2 separate regions of the Sus scrofa genome follow, and region 1 is linked to region 2. A link is a contact called in public HiChIP or PLAC-seq data. All regions are on one chromosome and are shown on one strand. Each heading gives the region's core, a stretch centred on a gene start, on an enhancer-like site or on the middle of the called end of the contact. The rest is flanking DNA. Distances are from core to core; before and after follow the strand shown.

What was found. HiChIP or PLAC-seq counts read pairs in DNA pulled down with a chosen protein or histone mark.
Region 1: an H3K27ac HiChIP or PLAC-seq map of alveolar macrophages shows a contact between it and region 2. The contact joins the enhancer-like site here to the promoter of LAMTOR1 in region 2. A contact is called at or near these places in 1 of 5 promoter capture datasets (liver), 9 of 47 Hi-C or Micro-C datasets (brain, embryonic fibroblasts, epiblast stem cells and 6 more) and 2 of 2 datasets of contacts at active chromatin or transcription factors (alveolar macrophages and skeletal muscle).

Annotation. Positions count from the first base shown.
Region 1 is chr9:6,959,001-6,963,766 of Sscrofa11.1, forward strand. The region is part of intron 3 of CLPB (caseinolytic peptidase B protein homolog); the gene reads right to left. Among named protein-coding and RNA genes, the nearest start is that of CLPB, 130 kb to the right of the region's middle. Within about 2 kb of position 1,526, at least 13 of the 83 cell types and tissues checked have an H3K27ac peak or open chromatin away from gene starts, as enhancers often do. A contact at or near this core is called in alveolar macrophages, where this site is marked.
Region 2 is chr9:6,678,655-6,683,403 of Sscrofa11.1, forward strand. LAMTOR1 (ragulator complex protein LAMTOR1) reads right to left here and starts at 1,413. Exons shown (of 5, transcript XM_003129591.3): 1 at 1,198-1,413. The coding sequence starts at 1,239.

The DNA of each region.
Region 1 (4,766 bases), core at 276-2,775, 280 kb after region 2:
CCTGGCACTGCCACACACAGACTCCAAAGGGCAGCGAGTGGACAGCCAGGGAGAAGGACCAACAGCAAATGAGATGCCCTGTGTGATGGGCCTGCTTGCTTTATAACCAGTCACTTCCTGCCATAACAAAAAGTTTTAAAATTTCCAGACGTAAAGAAGGATCTGCTGAGATCAGTCTGTCCAATCCTTTGTCTCACACAGACAGATATGGAGACTCGGAAAGCGACAGCCCTGGGACAGACCGATCTGGATGTAAGCCTGCACCCGTCTCTTCTAGGCTGCGTGACTGCGGGCAGGTCCTGCTCACCTCTCTGAACCTCAGCGCTCCCGCCCTGTCAGGCTGCCAGACCTACGCCGTGAGGGCGCTCAGAGGACCGGGGGCAATAATGCGAAAGCGCTTACATTTTCCAGGCGTTAGCTCTCAGCGTTCCCTCTGTTCTCTGTGTACAAAGGCACAGAGTGGAGGGGCTGTAGCAGAACCTCAGTGAACACTGCTGGATTAAACAGAATAAAAGCCAATGCTGGGGGGACCACTCTTTGTCCTATCTTAGTTTCTAGCAAGAACTTGGCACACTTAAAAAGAGATTATTATTATTTTTTAAAACATACATTTTTCCTATAGAGATCTTATTTTTATTTTTTAATTTTTCTGGTCTTTTGTCTTTTTAGGGCCACACCCGCGGCATATGGAGGTTCCCAGGCTAGGGGGCCCAATCAGAGCTCCAGCTGACGGCCCACGCCACAGCCACAGCCAGATCCAAGCCGTGTCTGTGACCTGCACCACAGCTCACGGCAACGCTGGATCCTTAACCCAGTGAGCGAAGCCAGGGATCGAACCCACATCCTCATGAATGCTAGGCAGGTTTGCTAACCACTGAGTCACGATGGGAACTCCAGTTTCTTTTTATCTAGAATAGGTTCTCAGGCTGTCTTTGATATTCGTGACACTGACTTTTCTGCAGAGTAAGGTTAGTTTACAGATTACTCTGCAGTTTGGATAACAACTTTTTGAGGAACCACTTCCTATCATTCAACTATTCATTCCACAAACTAGTCGTTCCTCTCTCTTTCCATGAGGCTGGTTATTACAGGACTCTGGGCAGGCAGGATACCTGATCAATTCTCAGGGCCCTTGCCTTCCAGGGTGTTCGCGGGATAGCCACACACCTGGCAAGGTGCAGGTCAGAGCAAGTGCCATGGGGATGACTTCTTGGAGGCAGAGGCACGAGCCATGCCCGAAAGGATGGGCAGAAGCACAGACCGCCCTAAGAAACTCCCGGGATCTTGCAGAGGAAACATCTCCACTTCCCCAAGCAGTGTGTGCTGTGGCTGGGACGCAATAAAACACAAACCCCAGCAATACAGGGCCAGGAAGGGGAGGGCGCGGTCCAGGGCACCCTTCCCTTGTACCCTTGCTCAGGGCTCTAGGCACTTTGAGATGTGGTGACAGGAAGGCAAGGTCTGTCCAGGCAGCTGAACTGTGGGAAAGGGCCATGAGCGCCACCTACTGGCATCAGGGCAGGTTGTCTAGGCAGCAGCAGAGGGCAGTGGGGCAGTGGCGGGTTGCCAGGAAGCTTGCCACACTACAGTGGTGAGACACAGAAGCGGCTTGAATTTCTTAAACAGGGCTGGCCCTTGAGCCACCACTGCCAAGTCCCAGAGCACTGTGAGACTGTCGGTGCAGAAGGGACTGTGCAAAGCCAGCCACCACACCCGGCCCTCGAGACGGGAGGGCAAGACGCGCCGGGATTACTTCAGCTTTGTTCTCCAAGTCAGTCTCCGTGCTGGGCACCGAGGGTCAGAGGAATCAGACGCGGATCTTGCCCACAGGGAGCTCCTAGACTGAGTCGGGGGTGGGGAAATGGGACAAGCAGGGAGGGACACAGAGAAGTGCTCCGAGGATCCCGGGTGCTCTGAGAGCTGTCTGGCGGGGTGGGGAGCACACAGCAGGCTGGGCTCCTCAGGTCCCACAAAACTCTTCGTGGTGGAATTCAAAACTCCCGTTTCTGAGCAACCTACCATGCCTCAGGCACCTGACGTTTACAGTCTCCCCGATCCTGTGATTAGAGAAGGGGCCTGAGTCACACAGAGATGAAACCGCCCTGCCGAAGATGGCACGGTCCACAAGGGGCAGCCTAGGACAGGAGCCCGGGCTCTCTACACTGAAGCCACTGCCTCCCAGGGCACAGGGCCCAGCTTCTTCCCTTTGCCCCACATGTAGCCTGGCACCAGCACAGGTATCTGATGGGACTAACTAGCACAGTTTAACTGACAGGGCTAACCGGCACAGGTAACTGACAAGACTAACCAGCACAAGCATCTGACGGAACTAACTGCACTGGTAACTAATGGGACTAACCAGCACAGGCAACAGACAGGGCTAACCAGCACAACTAACTGAAGTATCTGACGGGGCTAACCAGAACAAGTATCTGATGCGACTAACCAGCACAGGTAACTGACAGGACTAACTAGCACAGTTTAACTGACGGGGCTAACCGGCACAGGTAACTGACAAGACTAACCACCACAAGCATCTGACGGAGCTAACCAGCATTGGTAACTGATGGGCCTACCGGCACAGGTAACTGACAGGACTAACCAGCACAGGTAACGGATAGGGCTAACCAGCACAAGTAACTGAAGTAACTGATGGGACTAACCAGCACAGGTAACTGACAGGACTAACCAGCACAAGTATCTGACAGGGCTAACCAGAACTGGTAACTGATGGGCCTACCAGCACTGGTAACTGACGGGACTAACCAGCTAACCAGCACAAGTAACTGAAGTAACTGAGGGGGCTAACCAGCACAGGTAACGGACAGAGCTAACTAGCACAAGTAACTGAAGTAACTGAGGGGGCTAACCAGCACAGCACAACTAACTGATGGGGCTAACCAGCACAGGTAACTAACAGGGCTAACCAGCACGAGTCACCGACAGGACTACCCAACACAAGTCACTGACGGGACTAACCAGCAGAAGTATCTGATGGGACTAATCCAGCACAGGTAACTGACAGGACTAACCAGCACAAGTATCTGACAGGGCTAACCAGAACTGGTAACTGATGGGCCTACCAGCACTGGTAACTGACGGGACTAACCAGCTAACCAGCATAAGTAACTGAAGTAACTGAGGGGACTAACCAGCGCGAGTATCCGAGGGCCTAAGCAGCTGACAGAAAGTGACGGGGAAGGAGAGGCCTCAGGGGAACAGGCGGTTCCGTGAGGGCCGGCGATGCTCTGACCAGCTCTGCCTTCCAAAACCTTCTCCCTGAAGAGACCCCCCCCCCAGACGGAAGCCAAGAGAGGCCCAAAGCCCCCTCCTCTGCACGACGCTCTCTCACCATCACCGCCCTTTCACGGTCGCTCGGTAACATGACACTTCAAGGGGCTCTTGCCTTTGGACTAACACGATCCCGGCAGACAAACGGGAAGAGGAGGTCGGTGCACCAAGCCCTGGTTCCCGCCAGACGGGGCCGACGGCAGGCCGAGCAGAACCCCGGCGCGTAAGGCAGCTCCAAGAAAGCCAGGCAGGCTCAGGCCACGTCCGCAGACGCGTGGGGTCTCCAAAACGGGGTCGCCGCCCTGCTCCTCAGTCTCCGTCAGGCCACTCTGGAATTCAGAGGGCCGCCCAAAACCTTCGGCCGCTTCATTCGAAAGTGATGCGGAGGAGACCTGAACCCGCGGTTGAGGGAACCAAGGCTTCTGGGGCTTGGAGCTGTCTCAGTATTTCAAAGTCTGAATGGGAAAGGGCAGCTGTGACGTCCTCGGGGGCAGAGCAGGAGCCGAAGGGAGGCGCCGCAGGGGGCTTCCCTCGGAACCGCGGCCCCCCACAGCCCTCGCAAGGCGTCAGGACTGAGCTACTCTCCCGATTGATTACAGAGCTCCAGCTCCTATGCCTCCCGCTGCCCGGAAGGTCTTGCAACCCAGCTCCCCGTATCCAAATCCAGCCACCTCCAGGCCCAGACAAAGGCCACCTCGTCTACAAAGCCTTAACTTTCCTGTGTCCTAATTACAATTCTCCAGCAGACGGCAAACTCCCGAAAAGGCACAGATGATCTTGCTGCGGCTGTATGCTCCTCCGCCAGGCCAAAGGGGCAGAGCGCTCACGGCGGGCCTTGAGAATGAACAAACGCCAAAGAAGAAGTACGAATGGCCAAGAAACTCAGGAAAAGATGCCCCACATCATCCGCCATCAGGAAAATGCCAGTCAGAAGTCACAGTGAGGCGTTTCCACCGTGGCACAGCAGAAGCAAATCCAACTAGGAACCATGAGGTTGTGGGTTCGATCCCTGGCCTGCTCAGCGGGTTAAGGATCTGGCGTTGTCGTGAGCTGTGGTATAGGTCACAGATGTGGCTCGGATCCCGCACTGCTGTGGCTCTGGTGGAGGCCGGTGGCTGCAGCTCCAATTCTCCCCCTAGCCTGGGAACCTCCACGTGCCGGGGGTGCAGCCCTAAAAAGACCAAAAAAAAAAAAAAAAAGTCACAATAAGGTATCACTTCGCACAGACTAAGATGGCTCTAACAAAAAAAGACAGTTACCAAGGGTTGACAAAGATGTGGAGAAATCAGAACCCCCAGAGTTCACACTGCTGGTGAGAATGTTAAAATGGTGCAGCCACTGTGGAAGACGGTCTGGTAAAAAGTTCCTCAAAATGTCAGGCGCAGTTACCATGTGACCTAGCGGCTCCATCCTAGGCATCGGCCCAGGAGACACCGCAGCATAACATTCACACGAAGACCTGGACACACATGCCC
Region 2 (4,749 bases), core at 163-2,662:
CCTAGCACAGGCACAGAAACATGAGCGTACGTCCACGGGGTGTCCGGAGACTTAATGAGGCCCAGGAGCCACCCATGCCTCCCATACAAATGGTGGTTTCCCAAGCTTAAGTCCTTGACCCCAAATAGGTTCATGTGAATCACTGAAGAAGGACCTACTTCCCATGTACCAGTGATGTAATCCATTTCTGTGACCATCTACTCCACTTGCTGAAACCTTCCTGCTGTTTCTGGGTCTGTTGAAATGGAGACTCCAGGCTTAGAGGCCACAAAAAAGCAAGGGGCCAACAACGTGAGACTTCATCCTTGAAAAGGTCTGCCCCTCCTCAAAGGAGGTCAGGCAGGGCAGGGTTTAAAGTGTGGCAAGAAGTGAGAGGAGAGAATACACCAAGGGGAAGAGGGAGCATTTAAAACTGTACGTGCCTCCCAGCCTAATCCTTTCTGCCAAGGGAACCAGATCTACACCCAACTCCCCAGGACAAGCCCCCCTCTACCTAGAGGAGCCTTCAGGCTCCAGGCAGGGGCTGCACTGAGGGAGGCCAAACGGAGTTCCCTGTCCTACCTCTCTTCCCCGAGCCTCAGCATAGCCGAAGCTAAACGTGATCTGTGGCTTTCCAACTTCCCACACGCCGCGCCCCCCCAAGTCCTCACCGTGTCTATTAAACCCTTCACTGACCAACTCAAACGACACCAATTTCCAGAGGCCTTCTCTGCTCTCAGATTAGCAGTGACCTTCCTTCTTCAACTCCAGGGATTCAGAGTCTATACACGATTCCTGACTCACATCAGCTCAATCTGACTTAGCGCCTCGGCTTACCCACCTCTACAACGGATTCACAAAGCTCGCTAATACAAACACGAAGCGGGCACAGGAACCTGGGAAGAGAGCGCTTCCCCGGGACCTAGGCTGAGGATCCCTGAAGTTGTAAAGGTCTCAAGGTAGGGGCAAATGGAACGGGCGGGGGCGAGCAGGAGAGGCGGCGGCCTGCCACCCCAACACGGGGGCTGTGCCGACAGCACTGGGGCTTTAAAGGGGGTAGGAGCCCGGCCCGGCGTCTCCTCTGTAGGCTGTCCCCTCCGGGCCTCCGTACTCGGGGAGCCCCACAGTCCGGCGGACCCTCTTTCGCAGGCTTTTCTCTGGGCCCCGTGCCCCGGGGTCTCAGCCCTCGCTCCCGAGCCCCGCCCGCGGCGGCCGCACCTGGTCCGAGTCCTCGTTCTCGCTGCTGTAGCAGCACCCCATGGCGGGGGTAGGGCCGGGCGCTCAGGCCGCGCCGAGCAGGGACGGCGTCCGTCAGGAGCCCTTCCGGTCACATGACCCGCGCCTGCATCCAGCACAGACCCACAGTCCCGCGCCAACCCCTTTCCAGAGCTGCTGCTCGCCGCGGCTGCCGCCGGAACCCCGGCATCCGGCCCCGCCCCCAGCGCGTGATCACTGCCAGCCAATGGGGAGGCGTCCCCGCGTGACAGGCCGTGAGACACGTGACGCCAGGAACGGGAGGGGTGAATCACATGATTTCAGCCTCTTCGCGGTCTCAGCTGGAGACCTCCCCTGCCCGGGAGAGAGGCCCTTCCTTGTGCGACGTGGGTTGTCCGGGGAGGGGGCCCCCAGGCTCCCTTTGTGGGCCATTAGGCGATTTCATACCGAATGCCATTGGAGGGGCGAGGGGATGCAGACTCGACGCTCAAAGAGCGCCCAATGTGGTTACACATCCATAGGCCCCGGTTGCCCGGCGTAACTTCCAACGTGGGGTGTGGGGTGTGGCTTCCCACGTGGACTGGGGGTCCGAGACTTACTGGAAGAAGGAAACTTATACCTTCACAAGCAACGCAGAGTGGAGCTCAATCCCGGGAGAGGAGATACAGCCCGTGTCACTGATCTGGCCGTCGGGCACTTCTCTTCAATGCTGCCTTTGTAGAGCAGTACTAGTAATCTAACACACAAAGCACATCATCAGTGCTCTTCTTGGAACCATGCCACATCTTCCCTTGGACTCTGAAGACAAGTCCAAGTCTGTCATGCAAGGTTCTGCAGAGCCAGACACCCACTCCAGGCCTGGGACAGTGGAGGAGGGATGGGGTGAATGTCTCACCAACCATGGGGAAACACTGTTTCCTGGTTGACTTCCTGGACTTTGCACACGTGGCCTAGCACGCTGTCTCCCCCACCGTGTGGGCCTGCCAGAAGTCCCTGTGGTTAGAGCATGCGTTCTAGTGATCACATTGTACTATGTTCTCTGTTCCTGTGTCAGTCTCTTCTACCAAAGGTGGGGTTCCCGGGGACAGGGGGCAGGATCTGACTCTTCTCGGTGACTTAAGCCTCAGCATTTGCTTAGAATTTGGAATTCATGAATAAATTACAACTTCCCATTAACTTGGCTCACACCATACTCTGTCCTGAACCAAGGGGTTGAAGGAGAGATCCCCAAACCCAGGAGCTCTGTTACCCTTCAAATCAAGACCATGGAGTTCTATAAGTTCTTTGAAGGCTCCTGAAGGGTAAGAGGCAGCTCCAGCTTGTCCCTGGGGCTGGTAACTTGACCTGCTCTTCTCAGGTGACAGCAGCAGCCTCAGCATCAATAATTGAGAGCAGGTCCAGCCTGCCTCAGAGTTCCTCCCCACCCCGAGGACTGCCCCCTCCTGTCTTGTGCGCTGATATTCCCCTAGCAGGAGCCTCCAGCCCAGGTAAGCAGGGCCCTTGTGTGTGGGTTCCCAAGCACACCAGTTCAGACTCACCATTGCCCAGCTACCCATTTCACCCCATTCATACACTCCTACTTTTAGTTCCCACCACCAGTGGCCTTGAAAAGGTCAGATGGTCCAGGGCACTTTTGGTAGCAAACAGGGCACTTACCCCCCCCCCCAGGGGTCCAGAGATGGGGGAGGGGAGAAGAGGTTGAATGAGGGGAAATTGTGTTGCTGTGTGTGTGAGTGTGAATGCGAAGAGAGAGAGAACAGAGGAGGAAAGTGCTAGGAGGGGAGAGAAGACTGGGGAAGAAACAGACCCTTCCCACCCCCAGGGAAGAGCTGACAGAGTGAGAGTCCCCGGGTGGTGAGGATACCTCATCCAGACACTCTAGGGAGTGTTTTGATTGACTTTTACTGAGGCAGAGCAGCGACAGGGGAGGGCTTCCCGGCTACAAAGTTGTGCTCTGTTGCTAACCGTGATGGATCAGAAGAGACCCCGCAGGCAGTGGATAGGGTGGGAGGAGACCTTCTGGAGTTGCTGGTGGAGGGTCTTGAAGGAGGGCGAGGGGAGAGGGGTGGAGGGAGTGAGGTGAAGATGGACCAGGGGCCAGAAGTGGGAAGAGATGGTTTGGGGTTGGGTGCTGAACTGGACGGCACGGGGTCCTTACACGGGTTTGGAATCAAACCAGCTTGGATTCGAATCCTAATTCTTCTGTGTGACCCTGGACAAGACAGCCTTTCGGAGCCATGGTGTGTAAAATACAGGGGTAGCGATTGTTATTGGAAGGGCTGCACAAATGACAGGCAGATGGCACTGCGGGTTTTCCTACCTTCCTCCCTCCACCCCAGGGCCCACGTAGGGACCATGTCCCCCGCCATCGCGCTGGCCTTCCTGCCACTGGTGGTGACACTGCTGGTGAGGTACCGGCACTATTTCCGACTGCTGGTACGCACTGTCTTGCTCCGGAGCCTCCGAGACTGCCTGTCAGGGCTGCGGATTGAGGAGCGGGCCTTCAGCTACGTGCTCACCCATTCCCTGCCTGGGGACCCTGGTCACATCCTCACCGCCCTGGACCAGTGGAGCAGCCACTGCGAGTACCTGAGCCACATGGGGCCTGTCAAAGGTCAGTGCTGCCTAGCCTTCTGCCCTAGGAAGCACCTCCAAGGTGGTGAGGAGGATCCGGGACCTGCTGCTGCCTTTCTGGGTGAACTGGGAACGTTCTTGATCTTCTGTGGCCTCTTTTTTCCTCCCCTGGAAGTGAGGGGGCTGGGCAGAATGATGCATTCGTCTAGCAAAATTTATCACCACTGCTTTTTTTTTTTTAAGGGTGGTGCCCGGGGCGTGTGGAGGTTCCCAAGCTAGGAGTTGAATGGGAGCTACAGCTGCTGGCCTACATCATAGCCACAGCAGTGCCAGATCCAAGCCGCATGTGCGACCTACACCAAGCTCAGGGCAACACCAGATCCTTAACCCACTGAGCGAGGCCAGGGATCAAATTTGCCACCTCATGTTTCCTAGTCAGATTCGTTTCCACTGTGCCACGATAGAGACACCTGTCACCACTGCTTTTGTATCAGGCATGTGCTAGGTGCTGGGAGAGAAGGCAAAGGCCACAGGGATGAATCAGCCGTAAAGGCTGGCCTCAAAGGGGGCATAACACAAGGGCATAACCGTCTCAGCACACCATCCATAACGCAGTAATTATCTGTGTCTGAGCCCCCCCCCCCGTCATGGAGGCTCCTCCATCCCATTCAGGATACTGTCTGCCTGGATTTGTCTGAGTCCCAGCTCCCAGCATACGTGTTTTAGTCTTATTTAACAAATTCATGGAGTTCCTGTCGTGGTTCAGTGGAAACGAATCCGATTAGTATCCATGAGGGCACAGGTTCAATCCCTGGCATCACTCAGGGGGTTGAGGATCCGGCAATGCCGTGACCTGTAGTGTAGGTGGCAGACGTGGCTGGGATCCCAGGTTGCTGTGGCTGTAGCGTAGGCCAATGGCTACAGCTCTGATTCAACCCCTAGCCTGGGAACCTCCATTTGCCATGGGTGTGGCCCTAAAAA